Regions from separate parts of the Zea mays genome. Here region 2 is linked to region 1. A link is a contact called in public Hi-C data. All regions are on one chromosome and are shown on one strand. Each heading gives the region's core, a stretch centred on a gene start, on an enhancer-like site or on the middle of the called end of the contact. The rest is flanking DNA. Distances are from core to core; before and after follow the strand shown.

Region 1 (7,538 bases), core at 2,805-5,304:
CACTGAACACCATGAGCTTGAGGCTACTAGCCGATACAACCTACCCCGAGGCCCCAGCGCCATGGCCTCGTGCTGTGACCGTCGAGCTGGGCCTTGGTGGAGCAGAGCCTGGCAATAGGTTGTCGTAGTGGACTGCGCAGGTCTTGGCGTTGCCTTGCCCTTGAAACACCACCGGTACGAGTTTTGAGTCTCAAGAGAGGACCACCTCGACCGACGACAGTTCCAAGGGTGCGAACCAGGCTTGGTTGAGGGCGATGCCAGCGCGAGCCCGCGATGGCTCTCGGCCTCGCCCTTGTAAGGCCCCAGCCAACTTGCCTCCTCTGCCCTGATGAGGTTGGCGAAGGCGCATCCTTTACTGGCTTGCTTGCTGGGTTCTGCTGGTACGGTTGGAGCCTGAGCACGCCATGGTGCTCGAGCGGAGGCTAGCAACGAGGACCGCTTCGTCCGCTAGGGGCTGGGCGTAAGTCGGCATAGCATGCCATGCGACCTCTATTGCGCCCCATGGCACCCTACCATTGGATTCCAGTGAGGAAACCATGTTAACAACGACGTAGCCCTTGTTGTCATGGCTTCCTGGAACCCATTGGTAGGTAGGAGTCACCCCTTGGTGGGGGAGGGACAACTCCACGTACCATGGAACACAGTGGCCGACTGGAGGGGGATTCCCCTTTGGTGCTTGGCTGCTGGCCTACGGTGGCCATCTTGAATGCCACTGTGAGCGGCTGGGGTCGACGACGGCAACCTCAAGCGCGGTGGAGCTTGGCGGGGTGCTGATGGGAGCAGCCTCAAACGCCATAGGTGTGGCCTCTGTTGCCCCTTGCTTGATGGCAGCAACGCACCTGCTAAAACGCTGCTTGAGATCAATGGCGAGTCGTTTGAGGCGTCGCTTTTCTGCCTTGTGCCAAACGTCGGCGACCTCGCTCTGGCTGAGCTTGCCGGAAGGCGAGTGAGATGTCATCTCAATCGGAGGGCCATGCTCTGGTTTCCTGCCCCCTACCTGGCACGCCAAATGTCGGAGGGGAGAATCCTCCGGCCGGGTGGCAGATTGCACCTGCCCTAATCCTTGGATGAGGAGTAGGTTTACGTGATTGTCTGACCTTCTAGATGAACGCAAGAACACAAGGGTTTATAGTGGTTCAGGCCACCGGAGCGTAATACCCTACATCCACTGCGAGTTATATTGCTTGAGAACTGGGGAGATGAAGGTCTGTGTGTGAATTGACCTCCCTTCGCTACGGAGCAAGTGCTCTTCCTTTTATATTCCAAGGGATGCACGTTACAGGAAGTTCAGGCCCTGACAGGTGGGCCTAGGAGAGTTTACAGTATAAAATGGGAAACAACTAGATAGAGTTTGACAATGCTAGATCTTCTTGAGCGCATATCCCTTCTTGGGCGCTGCATGATCTTCTGGCGTGTCCTTATCCTGCTACCTTGTCCCGTTTAATCGGAACACATGCCTTGATGTAGGATGCAGCATAGCTTGATACGCTGCTCGCGTAGGGTGTAACGGGCGGTGTCGTCTAGTCTTCTCCGTCCGTCTCTTCATGCCTCGGTAACGCACGAAGCAAAGTGGAAGTCATAATGAAGGGCGCCCAAACGACGTATTGGGTCAATGCCCTTGACTCGGTAAAGTGCGGGTAAAAGTAGAATCTGCACGTTACAGGCCTGAGGCGCCGCATACTCTTAATGCTAGGGACACGCTACATGCCATTGATGTGGGCAACTATGTGTCCCTTCTGTAATCAATGCTGTCAGGCCACGTGTCAGAGGCCTTCGTTAGGCATCGTCTGGTGGCTTACGCTAGGGGCGTCTGGCTACATGTTAGCATCGGACCCCTGCCTGGGTGAGAGGCAGACCTAGAGATAAGTGACGACACTTTTTCCCAAGTCTTTCCTGACCATGGGCTCGAGGCGTACGGGAGGGGACCTGGGCTACTGCCGCCCTTGTTTGGACACGTGGTGGCTCTGGACCTCACCTGACCTGAGGTTCGGATGGTGTGTCTTACATGGCCGTAGTCGTTCCGAAGACTTGGTGCTGTAACCAGAGAGTGCCTACTCCTCCGGGACATTATGTTCCCTCTGGATCCCTTTGTCTGGGGATCCATCGGGTCACAAGGAGGTTCGGGTCCTATTTGTAGGATTCTAGACCTATAGTTGAGGTTGTTGATTCCTCCCTTTATGGGGCTTGATGGAGACGACGATCCAGAGCAGGAGGCGACCTGTGCTGGGCCGGCAGGCCTTGAATTTCTTAATGATGGCCCCCAAGGGCTGACCTTGACATAACAGGAGTGGGTACCCCGAATTTCTTAATGATGCCCCCCAAGGGCTGACCTTGACATAACAGGAGTGGGTACCCCGTATTCTGGGTACCGACACTTCCAAAGATATCTATGGGGCTGACATAATTGCACTACAATACAACTGAACCTAATCATCTGTGGACTTCGTTGACTCCGTAATGCAAAAAGGACATGTTCAATATCAATGATGAAAACAAGCATTTGTTCTTTTAGATATTGCAGTCTGTATTGCCTGGTGATTAAACTTCCAAGATGCATTTGTTGTTGCTATAGAAGTATGGAAAACACCATGCAATACACAGGAACAATTCTAGACACTGAAAAATTGGTAGCTGAATCGAGTGAGACCTCATGGTTGACAATTCTAGATGCATAAAACGTTAGCTGAATCGAGTGCGCATTTAGAGCTCATGGTTGACAATTCTGGCCACTTATAAGACGATGGCTGAATTTGGTGTGAAGTTTGATGTCATGCTTTATTAGACTATTAGATTGATACTTCTGAATTCGATTTCTATTTTGAATTTGACCTTTGTTCCTATGTGGGCCTCACCAAACGTTATGTTTCTTGTACAGTTGTCCAATATGAAGCGCGCTGAAGAGTGAAGACAAGGGAAAACACTGAAGATGGTTGATCTATTACTCGCCACATTACCTATGTAAACAGTCTTCTGGGGGAAATGAAAATGTCAGACTTAACGTTTGTATGTCGTGTGCCTCCTTTGAACCTGAGCTGTATAATTTGTAACGCTTGAACTGGGGACTGATTTGAGAACTGAGACACTGCAGCAATATGTTGATGGGTCCTAAGTGGCGAATCTAATGCATGCGTGTTATGCCAGCGTTATTTTTGGTTACTTGTTTGCCTCCAACGGTCCAAAAATGATGGGTGTTGAGCAGAGGTATATCTATTTATACGGCTGGAGGGTTGCTTGCGTCCATAGTTACGCCGTCGTTCATCCATTCATTCAGAAGTGATGAAAACTGTGACGGACTGACGGGGTGTGATTCGGTTGTATGCTTGTATTGCTAGATTACTTTTTTTTTGCCTGTACATTGACAACACATTTGCCGTTCATAACCAGTCACGGCGAAACTTTGGGTTCGTTCGAAATCGCATTTTAATTGCCATACCTGTTGTTTTGATTTGAGAAATCATATTTTAATCGCAGGAGGCAAGCAGACCAAATCACCGCATGCAGGGCGCCCACAACAAGCTGTCGTCCACAACAAGCTGTCGCCCGTGTGTCACGGCTTTTAATTGAGCGATTCCCGCGCACCTCTCCCCTGCCATGGATGCAAGAGGATCTCAAACAGATTAGCTCATTCAATGCTAAAAAGTGCCCCCGCCCCCTGCATTTTAAATTATATTATTTGGTATACACTACATAACGAAGCATAATTATAAGACGTCTTGATTTGTATGCATTATTTTTGCATATCCAAATACATAAAATCTAGGCATACAGAAGAAAAAAAAGCAAAACGTCTTATAAATACGAAATAGATTGAGTACACAAAGAAACATAGTTGATATAACAGATTACTCATCGTGTCTCCTATTCTATCTCTAGTCTGCTATCTAAAAGTTCGAATTATATTGGTAATCTGTTAGGGAAGAAGAAGAAGGAAAAAGATATTATCAATAAATGAAGATCATCGGTAAACGAAGGCCATCAATTGTAAAAATTCTGTTGGTGAGTTGGAGATGGTTAATGCACCGGAAACTGAAAGCTTACGGCTACGTCCGACACCCCGGGCCCGTCACGCGTCAGACAAGCTGGAGTACCGCTGCCGCACAGACTGCAGCGCGTGCGCACTGGTACGCCCCCTTCTCCTCTTCTCCAGCGCACGCATATATACGGATACCGGCATGGTGACAAGCCCACAGAGTACGCAGGCAGGACGCGACGCAGCGCCGAAGCAACAAGGATGGCGCCCGAGATTCAGAGCCTGTGTCCGAGTACGACGGCCGCGCTCCTCCTGCTGGCCGCCTGCCTCGCCGCCGCGGTGGCAGCGCTCGACGCTGCGGACTACGCCAGGCCGCCGCTGCCTGCAGGCGGAGGCGGCCGGCGCGTCCTCTTCGCCAACGGGCTCGGGCTGACGCCGCAGATGGGGTGAGTGAGGAACGAAACCAGCACTCCGGATTCAGATGCATGCGCATGCGTGGCTTCCGCCGCTCCCCGGCTGTCTTGTCTGAGCCTTCCTTTCCGTGGGGTTTTCTTCTTCTCTTGTTGCGTTCTGTCGCCGCTTCGCAGGTGGAACAGCTGGAACCATTTCCAGTGCGACATCAACGAGGCGGTCGTCCGGAGCACCGGTCAGAGACCAGTACCCTCCAGCTCCTATCTGAAAAATCACCAGCGCCATTGTTGGTTTTTTTCTTTCTGATGATGATATGGCTATTGATTGATTCGCTGTCAACCTGCTTTGGGAACCCCCGCAGCTGATGCGCTCGTCGCCATCGGACTTGCAAAGGCTGGCTACACGTATGTCAACTTAGGTATCGCATCCTATCTCTATCTCTATTTCTCTATGGCTGCATCGGTTCAGTTGTCCAGTGTTACTGAAAGATGGCATCATTATTGGCTATTGCAGATGACTGCTGGGCGGATTCCGAGAGAACCAAAGAGGTAGTACGTACGAGTGCTGCTACGTGACCTTGTCGTCAGTTACTTTCAGTTAAATTCTTGCACTGCTGAAGCACGTGTTTGTTTAAGAGGAATGCTAATCGACTTGCTGACAGGGATACATGGTCGCTAACCCCAAGACATTCCCATCCGGAATCAAGGCCCTGGCAGATTACGTTCACAGCAAGGGGCTTAAGCTTGGCATCTACTCTTCCGCTGGGTACGTTCTCTCTCCCCCTCTCTTCTCCTTCAAACAAGTTCCGATTTTTTTGAAATCGCTCACAAGTGGGAATGAATTCACCCATAATACCAAAGTTTCCGCTACAAGGAATAGGATAAGTGTATCTGTTGAACTGAAACCGGACTTCTTTCCTTAAATTGCAGGACAAGAACTTGCAGCAACAGGATGCCTGGATCTCTGGGCTACGAGGAGAGGGATGCTAAGATGTTTGCGTCATGGGTACATACTAGATACTACACATGTTGAAACATCTGACAGTTCTTAGACTTTTTTCAGACATCCTCAGACTAGACCTTGTCGGTTTCAGTTCACAAGTAGAATTAGTCTACTGCTTCTTTTTATTATCAAGAACAAACAAACAATCAAACAAAAAAGAAGAAGAACTTTACCTTAGTTATTTAAAACTGTTTCTTCACTGGGCACCTGGCCTGTCTGCAGGGCGTTGACTACCTGAAGTATGACAACTGCTACAGAGACGGCACGCCTGAAACCGTGAGGTGCGGTTTCTGTTCACCTGCACATTCAGTTCGTGTAGCATTTCTTCTTGTTTCCATGTACCAGCCGTCGATTGTGATGCAGGTTTGGGCGCATGTCCCGAGCGCTGGTGAACTCTGGCCGCCCAATCTTCTACTCGCTTTGCGAATGGTACGGCATGCACGCATCCCTTCCTCCTTGTTCGTCTGACGCTGACGGTGACAAACTTGGTCAGGGGCTTCATGGAAGTTCCCAAATGGGGCGGCATGTACGGCAACAGCTGGAGGACCACCGGCGACATCAACGACACATGGTCAGGGTAAGTGATAGGTTCCCCGACTTTTTTTTTTCCCATGGCCCGCCCATATACACGTTGCTAACCGACTGGGTGTGTGTGGTTCTTGCGATAGCATGCTGGACAACATCGACCTGAACGACGCCTACGCCCGGTACGCCAAGCCCGGCGGCTGGAACGGTCAATTCCTTCGTCCACGTCTCCTCGTCATCCTCATCCTCTCTGCCGCTATAGCTTATTATGCCGCTTCCTGGACGGACCTGAACGATGGCCTGCTTTGCTTCTCTGCCGCAGCAGACCCTGACATGCTGGAGGTCGGGAACGGAGGCATGGCGTACAACGAGTACGTCGTGCACTTCAGCCTCTGGGCCATCGCCAAGGTGCGCGCGCGTGAATCATTTCCTTTCCGGGCTATGCTCACAGCTACCGATGAGAGTTATTATTGGCGCCAATCTTTTTTGACAGGCTCCCCTGGTCATCGGCTGCGACGTGACGAGAGTCTCCAATGAGACGCTCGGAATCCTCTCCAACGCGGAGGTCATCGCGATCAGCCAAGGTCACCACAACCACAATGCATCTTCGTCCTTCTCACCAGCGAAACCTTTCGCATCAGTTCTTGACTCTTGTAGTCTTCGTGTGTGTGCCAATTATATTGCTTGCTTGTGTCCGACGCAGATCGGCTGGGTGTCCAAGGACAGAAAGTGAGCAAGTACGGCAACGATCTCGAGGTACAGAGATACTATATCTTACAGCTACCAAACCGATCGCCCATCGCAAGCAGCACGCGTCTCGCTCGGGAACGAATTAATCCTGGTCGATCCCATGGCGCGTTTGGTCAATTGCAGGTATGGGCAGGGCAGCTCTCGGGGCACAGGAAGGCGGTGCTGCTGCTCAACCGGGGGGCCACGCGCTCCGCGTCCATCACCGCGGCATGGCCGGACGTGGGCATCCGCCGCGGCGTGGCCGTGGAGGCGAGGGACGTCTGGAAGGTACGTGAAAAGTGAATAAGCGCCGAGCTCGCTTGCCTATGCAATGGCTCAAATTCATGCAAGCTTGTGCTTCTTGGTTCATCTGCAGCACGAGACGCTACCGGGCTGGTTCACCGGCAGCCTCACGGCGGTGGTCGGGCCGCACTCGTGCAAGCTCTTCGTCCTCACGCCCGTTCCTAGCTGACGGCGCCGCTGGAGATCTGTCCATCCAATATCTGCCCGTGGATCCAGCTAGAGTTATTAATTGTATGATTTCAGATACTGTAACTGCCTTGTGACTGCTCCGACAACAAGAGCTCATCACCATCTGTCTAATGATTTGACATGGTGCAACGCTCAGTTTGGCCTAGATTTGAGATCCGAACGTGGCGAATAAAATAATAAAATGACGTCTCCTGACTTCTTTTAGCAGTTTAGTAATTAATAGTAAGGCTTCGTTTAGGCATACTGGTTCACTTATACTGTAAAAACGCCATCTCTTCGTTCTTAAGTGAAAGTAACGTGTAAACTTCGCTTAGAAATCTTATTTCGCTTGTCTTCGTAAATAGCATATATCGTTTCTTCACTTTTTAGCGACACATATTCTTTATCTAAAAAATTGATTTACCTATTT
Region 2 (7,538 bases), core at 3,364-5,863, 240 kb after region 1:
CAGACAACACATATAAAAACAGAAATAGAAACAGGTTAGTGACCACTGTAAATAAATAGAAACATGTTTGTAATATGTTCAAAGTATTAGGACCCGAGAGACCTTACCAGGAATACTTTCAATGTTTTCTACTTCTCTATTCTAGCAATGATCAACAGTTCTGACCAGATGGTAGGCGACTATAACCGAGCCCAAACCCAAATTCACAATTCCATATAATCACATGAGTATATTGACACCAGTTATTATTACCTTCTATGCATAAGCACTTTCATAAGGTACCTCATGACTTACTGCACATTTCCTTCCACATTTCTTCCCCTTCTACAATGACAGAGAACAGAACATGCACTTCAGTTCACAGAAATTTGAGATAGCTAGACTGTATTATGGTATTTCAGTTCCATGACACAGGAAGAGGACCTAGAAAACTCATCACTACACGGCACAATTGAAATACTACAGAAAATTCATCGCTACACGGTACAAACTAAAGAATAGTTTGGTCATGTCACTATGTTAATGTGTCAAGCAAACGTATTTAGAATGGCATCAACGTTCTGCATCCATACATTAGAATCCTTCGATTCTATGAATTATCAAATGTACATGAGGATGCCATTTAAGCCACTACAAAATTAGACATGTAAGTTACATTGAGATTAATCATCGAATAGTGATGTATTTTGTGATGGAAAGGCTCTCATGATGGAAATAAGTTCGGTTGAATAAAATCAAAAAATCTCACCTTGAAACCTGACCGTGAATTCACATGTAGAGTGTTGTGCTTAGATAGAGATAGTGAAAACATTTAGCTTCCTTCCTAACTGTAGCTATCGCAATAACATGATTGAACTTGTACTAATCAAGATTCATAGATTCATGGTTGAGCACCTGCAAAGAGAGGAATACACGGGTCCTGTTCTACCAATTGCCCCTAATCAGTCTGAACTATTGAATTTCACACAATAAATAAAACAATTAAAAATAGAAATAGAAAATAAATATATATTTTTCTCACATGGGCGGGATTTAAATTTTTTATTAATCGCAGCCCAGTCCAACACATACCAAATCGCAAACACTCTTATTCGATGACCCCGCGTGGTTGGGAGATCTAGGATAACCTAGCCACTGTGCCGCAGTGAGCGTGCCACCTGCGCACCTCCCCGTGCTTGCTCCCAGTGGCAGCTCCTATGCCCGCACTTGCTCTTGGCTGCGGCGGCTCACCTAAAAAATTCAATAATAATCTAGTGACAGGAATCTTAAAAAATATTATGTGGAGTTTTGAATATGGAATATCCATACATTAGAATTATATATTATGTTTCCCAGTATCTGAGTGCAGTGCAGTGTATGTGAATTTAACTAAATATACTAAACAACAAGCTAACTCTCAGAAGTTACTCACAATTGGGCCATTTGAGACATCGTGATCTTTTGCAAATTTGCATGCCTGCTTCACAACAAGAAATTCAATTCCATCAACCTGCGCAAAATACAATTTAGTTATGTTTGTAGCACGCACTAAAAGTAAAGCCAACATGAAATCCAAGCATAAGCTATCCCCTTTATAGTCAAATCCAGAGTTAACTCAATACAGGGGAACATGATGATCCGAAAATGCATATGCATTCATCATTCTTGTATAATTTCAAATAAATACAAGATGGTTTTTTTAGACAACTATATGTCATCCCCACTTAACTGTATACTTGTATACTTTGCTTTAGCCTGCTTCAGTCTACAAACAGGGAATAACTAAAAATAAATTAAGTACCTTGGTCTGCTTCAGTCTACAAATAGGCGAGGCAATGGATAATTCATCCAGTTTGAAATCACGATGCACTCCATGATCGATTGCGAAAATCGCACCCTAAATGGACAGAGTAGGGTGTTGTTAAAAAAACAGTACAACAAATAATGAGTCATTGGTATATAATAAATGTTCAGTCATTTTAGTTGCCCTAAGAGCAATAATGAAGTTAGTTAACTCTCAGAAGGCGACATTAAATCCTACTATTTATACAATAGCATATGCATACAAGCACTAACAATGGAAGTATAGAACATTAAAGTTTCCCAACAAATGCAGCCTGACATCACATCAAATACAACCTAACAAATAAAGAAAAATGAAACACAACATATTCCTAAGTTATGGCATGAGGTTTTATATAGTATTTCTATAGTAAATTAGTAATTACACAGAACGATTAGCACGTGCCATGTAGTTCTTGGTAATTAAGGTCTCATCCAAAGCACGAGAGATTATGGGTGGTTCTACTGATTGAAAGAGAAGTTAGTCTGCACCAGGACTCATCGCATGTAGACCGGCGGCAGTCGCTCGGTGGCGCCATGCGGTGGTGGAGGAGCGAGAAAGGATTCCTCCGGTTGTAGCACGGTTCAGTGCGGACCTAAGAGGCTGAGAGGGCTCGGCAGGGTTGGAGGTCCACGGGATTGTGCCTCTGTCCGGTGGTCAGCGGCCATGGAGATCGGCACCCGGCCGTTGTGGCCTGCCGGAGCTCAGCATGGAGCGCGCTGAGGAGGGGAAACAGTGGAGGTCCCATCGGCTATGCGCGCTCGAGCTAGGGGTAGGGAAACCAGCAACAACCGTCAAGGTTCTACTGGCAACCATGGCTGCGACGTTCGTGCGCTCCGATGCTAAGCAGAGCGAGGCGTGCAGGCGAGAGCAGGGAGTTTTAGGCCGTGCGCAGGAGGCGTAGGGAGCTCGACCAGTTGACCGGCTACTCTGCACCCTCCGGAAACGTGAGAGGCATGAGCGTATAGGTGGCCGGCCTGGTTCAGGCAACGACGGTCATCTCCGGGATTGGGGACGATTGTGCTACGCATGAAGATGAGGGTTGGGTGAAGGTAGCCGATGGGGGAGGAGTTGGAGGACGGCAGTGGGCTGGAGGCCGCCATTGGAGAGGTGGAGTCCGACGGTGCGGTGGGGGAGGAGGTGGAGTCCGATGGTGGGGTGGAGGAGAGGGAGGGGAGGCCGCTGGAGTTGAGCGCAGTGGAGGAAGAGCCGTCGACGGTGATTAGGTCGAATGCGAGAATGCAGTCGGCCGCACGGTGGGCTGCACGCTAGGACGATGGGCCTTAGGTCCACACAAAAATCATTGGGCCGCACGAACCGCTGCCAGGTATGCCATCTATTTTATTAGTGCCACATCGGCCATTGAGAGTGACAGAACATGGCTTATAAGCACAACTGTGTATTGTATGTTGCTCACTGAGAAAGATGGAACGGAACGTGGCTCATAAACCTGTGTATGTACTGTTTATTTTGTTGCGCGGGACTGTATGGTGCGGTCGTTGGAGGCAGAATAACCATTGGCAGAACGCGTCGGAGGCAGAACACGTCAGAGGCAGACTACTATTGCAGTATTAATAAGTAGTAGAGATATGTCCCAAGTGTTCCACTTTTCCCTTTTCCTTCCATAAGAGTTGAGGTGGGCATGAAAGCACCATTTTTCCCTTAGTCTCTTTGTATGGGTCTTCTGAAATCATGTACATTTATATTTTGTGGCAAGCGGAGAGATTGTTGTGTAATTTCCATTGTACCAAACGTCCAAACCCCTCTTACCAATAGAAGTCCCTTGGATTGTTTGTCACATTGCAGACTACTTTAATACTTGCTTTAAACTATCTGATTCTGTGCAAAATCTTTGTGTGATTCCTTAGGGCCCCTTTGGCAGGGCTTCCCGGAACTGATTTCTGTTCTGGCTTCATATTTTACTAGGTGAGTGCCCGTGCGTCATAGGCCCGAGTTTCTCTTCGATGTCATCCCGGACAGATCACATATGTCATCCTCTATCTCATAATTATATAACACATATGTGCATATATAAGTTATCGAGATATTATATGTCCCCGTTACAACGTACGGGCACTGACCTAGTATATACTTGATGGCTTGATGCTGATGGCCGAGCGTGCCACGTCACCACATCCGCTTCGGATTAAAACCTATTATTTAGATTACTATGGATTAATCTATAGAGCCAAAAATATTATAGCGATTAAAATCAACCGAACATGTTGACATCCAGCTTCTTCTACTAAAAAGCTGTAGTTTGGGGGCCCACTCATTAGGAGGCCAAAAAACTTCCAGTTTGAAATTTCAACCGATCAATTACCTAGCATCTACTGCCAAATGTAATCATCTCATTTTAATAAAGTATGCAAGTCGCACGCTCTAGTCAGAATCCTTCGAGAATTCGTGTGTAAAGTCAATAAATGTTGCAAGGCAAAGGCGCGTCCCCTGCCTCGCTTTGAGGTTTGAACAGCAAGCCAGACAGCGTCACCTGGTCCCGGCCCGCCCGCGTTCCCTTGGTGGTTGCCTTCCTGGCTTCCCAGTTCCTCCCAAATGGAATGACCAAAATCCCTTGGCTTCGCCACGAAGGAAAAAGCTCACGGCTTGTTCGCTGCGGCTTGCTGCGGCTGCAATCCGGCTGCGGCTGCGGCTTCTACAGTATTTTTCTCTCTATGGATTGCAGCTGCAGCAGTCCAAACAGCTGCAACAGTGTCGGCTTGCAGCCAACCGAACACGCCCTCAGTCTCGTCTCGCCTTCAATTTCCCATCCATTTCTCCCTTCCCTTCCTTCCCGACCCGAACCACCGCGCATTAAAATCTGCCCCCTCCTGCCACTGCCAGCGACCAATCCAATCCCTACCTGCTCGGGAACCACCCGTCGGGCTCCTCCCGCCCCCCTCGCCGCATCTGCATGCGGCGGGGATCTCCGGGCTCGCTCCGTCACCGGAGCCCCAATCACCGCCACCTCATCCAAGCCCCCGAATCCCCCGGGCGCGCAGCACAACCTTGCCGCGATCGCGCGCGGGAACCGCCGCTGATTGGGTCGTGAAAGCTCGATTTTGGGCGATTTTGATTCGGAGAACCCGCCGTCATTCGATTTTGGCGCGCGTTGCGAGCCGGGATGGGGTTGCAGCAGTCCAAAGAGGAACTGCTGTACCAGCAGGTCAACTACGGCAACGTCGACGGGATTCGCACGCTCCGGGGGCAAGGCGCTGGTCTCGAGGTCAGTCGTTCGGCCAGGATGGCAAATTTACTCTTGTTTTATGTCTCTGTGAACTGATTGGGCTACTGCGGTTGTTGCTGCGACAAATGCTTGATTGGTTGCAGTGGATTGACAAGGAAGGGAAGACGCCCCTGATGCTTGCCTGTATGCGCCCGGATCTGTTCGACGTGGCCAAGGTGCTGATCGAGTTGGGAGCTAATGTGAATGCCTACAGGCCTGGTATTCTTCTCTTGATTCTTATTACCAATCTTTTACTTTGTTAGTTTGGTCCTATTTATGAAGCTGAGTTGATTTTCGTAAAGTAAAGCAGTGCCAAACACCCCCGTAAACTTCTCATTCGAACGGGCAATTAGGGTAGATTTCAGTCAACTAAGACAAGGTTTATGTCCACATTCACTCTAACATAGGATCGAGTTTTATTTGTTCTGTCAAATCATATCACATCAATGTAATTCTGTATCGGTACACATCTTTCAAACTCTGCATTCAAATGAATGAAACCATTTGATGTGATCCATCCAAGTTGCTGACAGTGATATGTACCTTCCCTGGACTCATGCTTAATTGAAGAGGAGGCTGTGCTCGTTATTATGTTTTGATCACTACCTTTTTCCATTACCAGGGTCACACTGTGGGACAGCATTGCACCATGCTGCCAAGAAAGGACTTCAGCAGACTGTCCATTTACTACTCTCACATGGAGGTATATGATGAATAATATATGAAACACTCTATTCATCAGATCTCTATTCGATGCATATATTACTATATCCGTGCAGCTAATCCGTTCATACCAAACGATGATTGCAATACTGCCCTCGAATTGGCAAGAGAAAAGGGTCATGTGAATGTTGTTCGTGCCATAGAGGTATAGTTTTCTTTGCTATCCTATTTTTTATATTATAATACTTGTGGGAATTTATTCATATTCATTTTTTAATGTTTGTTACTCAATTAATTTAGGGACGGCTTTGTCTTTTTTGTGGATGGATGAGAGAGAACTATGCTCCTGCTTTTTTGGATGCAATTGCTCCACAGTTCATGACAAGAAAAATGTAATATTTTAATTTATGTTGGCACATCTTGAATTCTTGATACATATAGCACATAGTTGTGATAATAATTGTGCTGTGTGTGTTGAGTTCTAATCCTTACCTTCTCTTTCCCAGTTGGGCTGTTGTTTTACCCCGTGAAGTGCGAACTCCAACCAGGCCTCTTAAGTTAGAGATAGCTATATATCCTGAATTACAGGTACTGATAGGAACTTAAGGTTTGAATGAGTTCTGCTTTGTTTTTTCCAATTATTGTATAGTTACTGTTTGTAGTGATGGATATGTTCAGGCGACTCCTAAACGTTGAACTTTATGCTATTTTTGCAATTAATTACTATTTACATGGGCTACCAATGGCATTACTGACTCTCCTGCCTTTAAAATGTATTCGTTCTCTCATGTCAGGTTCTGTGGTAGCATTTACCAAATATTTTGAAACATGTGTATAATTGCTGCTAAATGCTTGTGCAGTTCTGCTTTGGAGGATCTGCACTTTAATTACCTGTACATTTACACCCCTTGTTTGTTTTGCCATTGCACGCTTGTAATTGAAGGAATTGAACTCTGGTGCCTCTGGCTTGTTGCATCTTCGTAGCAAGGGTCAGCAATACAGTTGGCATTGTTTATTTGAATATGAAAAGGGGTAAATGCTCTGTGGGGACTATTTTGATCAAGCCCATGCATGTGTCGTTTCTCCTTTTTTTCCTTTCTCGATTAAGTTGCTAACTTTTGAGTATAAGGGTTTGTTTGGTTGCACTTCAATCCACCCCAATCCACATGTATTGGGGTGGAAATTAACCAGTTTTCCACCCAATCCACCCCAATACCTGAGGATTTTAGTGGATTAGAGTGCAGCCAAACAAGGCCTTAGTGGGAAACTAGGAGGTAAACGTAAAGCACTGGTGCTTCCATTTTCTGTTATTACAGTTCACACGCCGGACCATTCCTTTGTTTTTTATAGCATTCTGCCCAGCAGTGAGCAGTAAACACTATGCTTCCTCTATACAAATTATTGTTTGTGATATTCCTTTTCTTAATGAACTTGCAGGCTTCTAAACCACGTTCTGTACTTAAACTATGGAAATGTCAAATTGAGCAACCAAAGCTTAATCAGGCTGACCCTTCCATTATCATTTTTGACAAAGGAACAAGTATGTACCATGTTTAGTTTTCAATCTACAGATTTGGCAAGTTAAATGCTTTTTTATGATATTGGCTACTTGCTGTATTGATATGGTTTACATTGTAGTGTGTACACGATGCTTACATAAATTTGCTATTTTCTTGAAAAAATGCCTTGTGTTTTTGAAGGTTCAATGTTGCCAACTTACTGCCTCGTTCAAAGGCAAATGAGTATGTGTTGTCTTATTTGGTACATTCCAACTGAGTTTGCACTAGGAGACATGGTTTGTCATGTATCTCATGACTGCATATCTCTCTG

Evidence for each region. A called contact is a pair of places that touch in the nucleus more often than the background predicts.
Region 2: a Hi-C map of ear shows a contact between it and region 1, with 3 times the contacts expected there. The contact joins the promoter of LOC100191485 here to the promoter of LOC100191564 in region 1. A contact is called at or near these places in 3 of 25 Hi-C or Micro-C datasets (ear, leaf and tassel).

What each region holds. Positions count from the first base shown.
Region 1 is chr7:41,730,489-41,738,026 of Zm-B73-REFERENCE-NAM-5.0, reverse strand. It overlaps LOC100191564, which reads left to right and starts at 4,054. Exons shown (of 16, transcript NM_001316917.1): 1 at 4,054-4,121; 2 at 4,200-4,416; 3 at 4,558-4,616; 4 at 4,743-4,799; 5 at 4,895-4,929; 6 at 5,043-5,146; 7 at 5,311-5,386; 8 at 5,606-5,664; 9 at 5,747-5,812; 10 at 5,877-5,960; 11 at 6,052-6,116; 12 at 6,234-6,316; 13 at 6,402-6,492; 14 at 6,612-6,664; 2 more. The coding sequence starts at 4,232. The coding sequence ends at 7,109. It overlaps LOC100285004, which reads left to right. Exons shown (of 3, transcript NM_001291580.2): 3 at 2,876-3,156. The coding sequence ends at 2,898. It overlaps LOC103632284 (a long non-coding RNA gene), which reads right to left and starts at 4,551. Exons shown (of 2, transcript XR_555798.4): 1 at 4,039-4,551; 2 at 2,937-3,586.
Region 2 is chr7:41,489,169-41,496,706 of Zm-B73-REFERENCE-NAM-5.0, reverse strand. LOC100191485 (putative RING zinc finger and ankyrin repeat containing protein) reads left to right here and starts at 4,613. Exons shown (of 9, transcript NM_001136917.1): 1 at 4,613-5,045; 2 at 5,150-5,264; 3 at 5,668-5,748; 4 at 5,825-5,913; 5 at 6,009-6,100; 6 at 6,215-6,296; 7 at 7,146-7,248. The coding sequence starts at 4,944. LOC109940734 (a long non-coding RNA gene) reads left to right here and starts at 7,255. Exons shown (of 2, transcript XR_002263366.2): 1 at 7,255-7,450.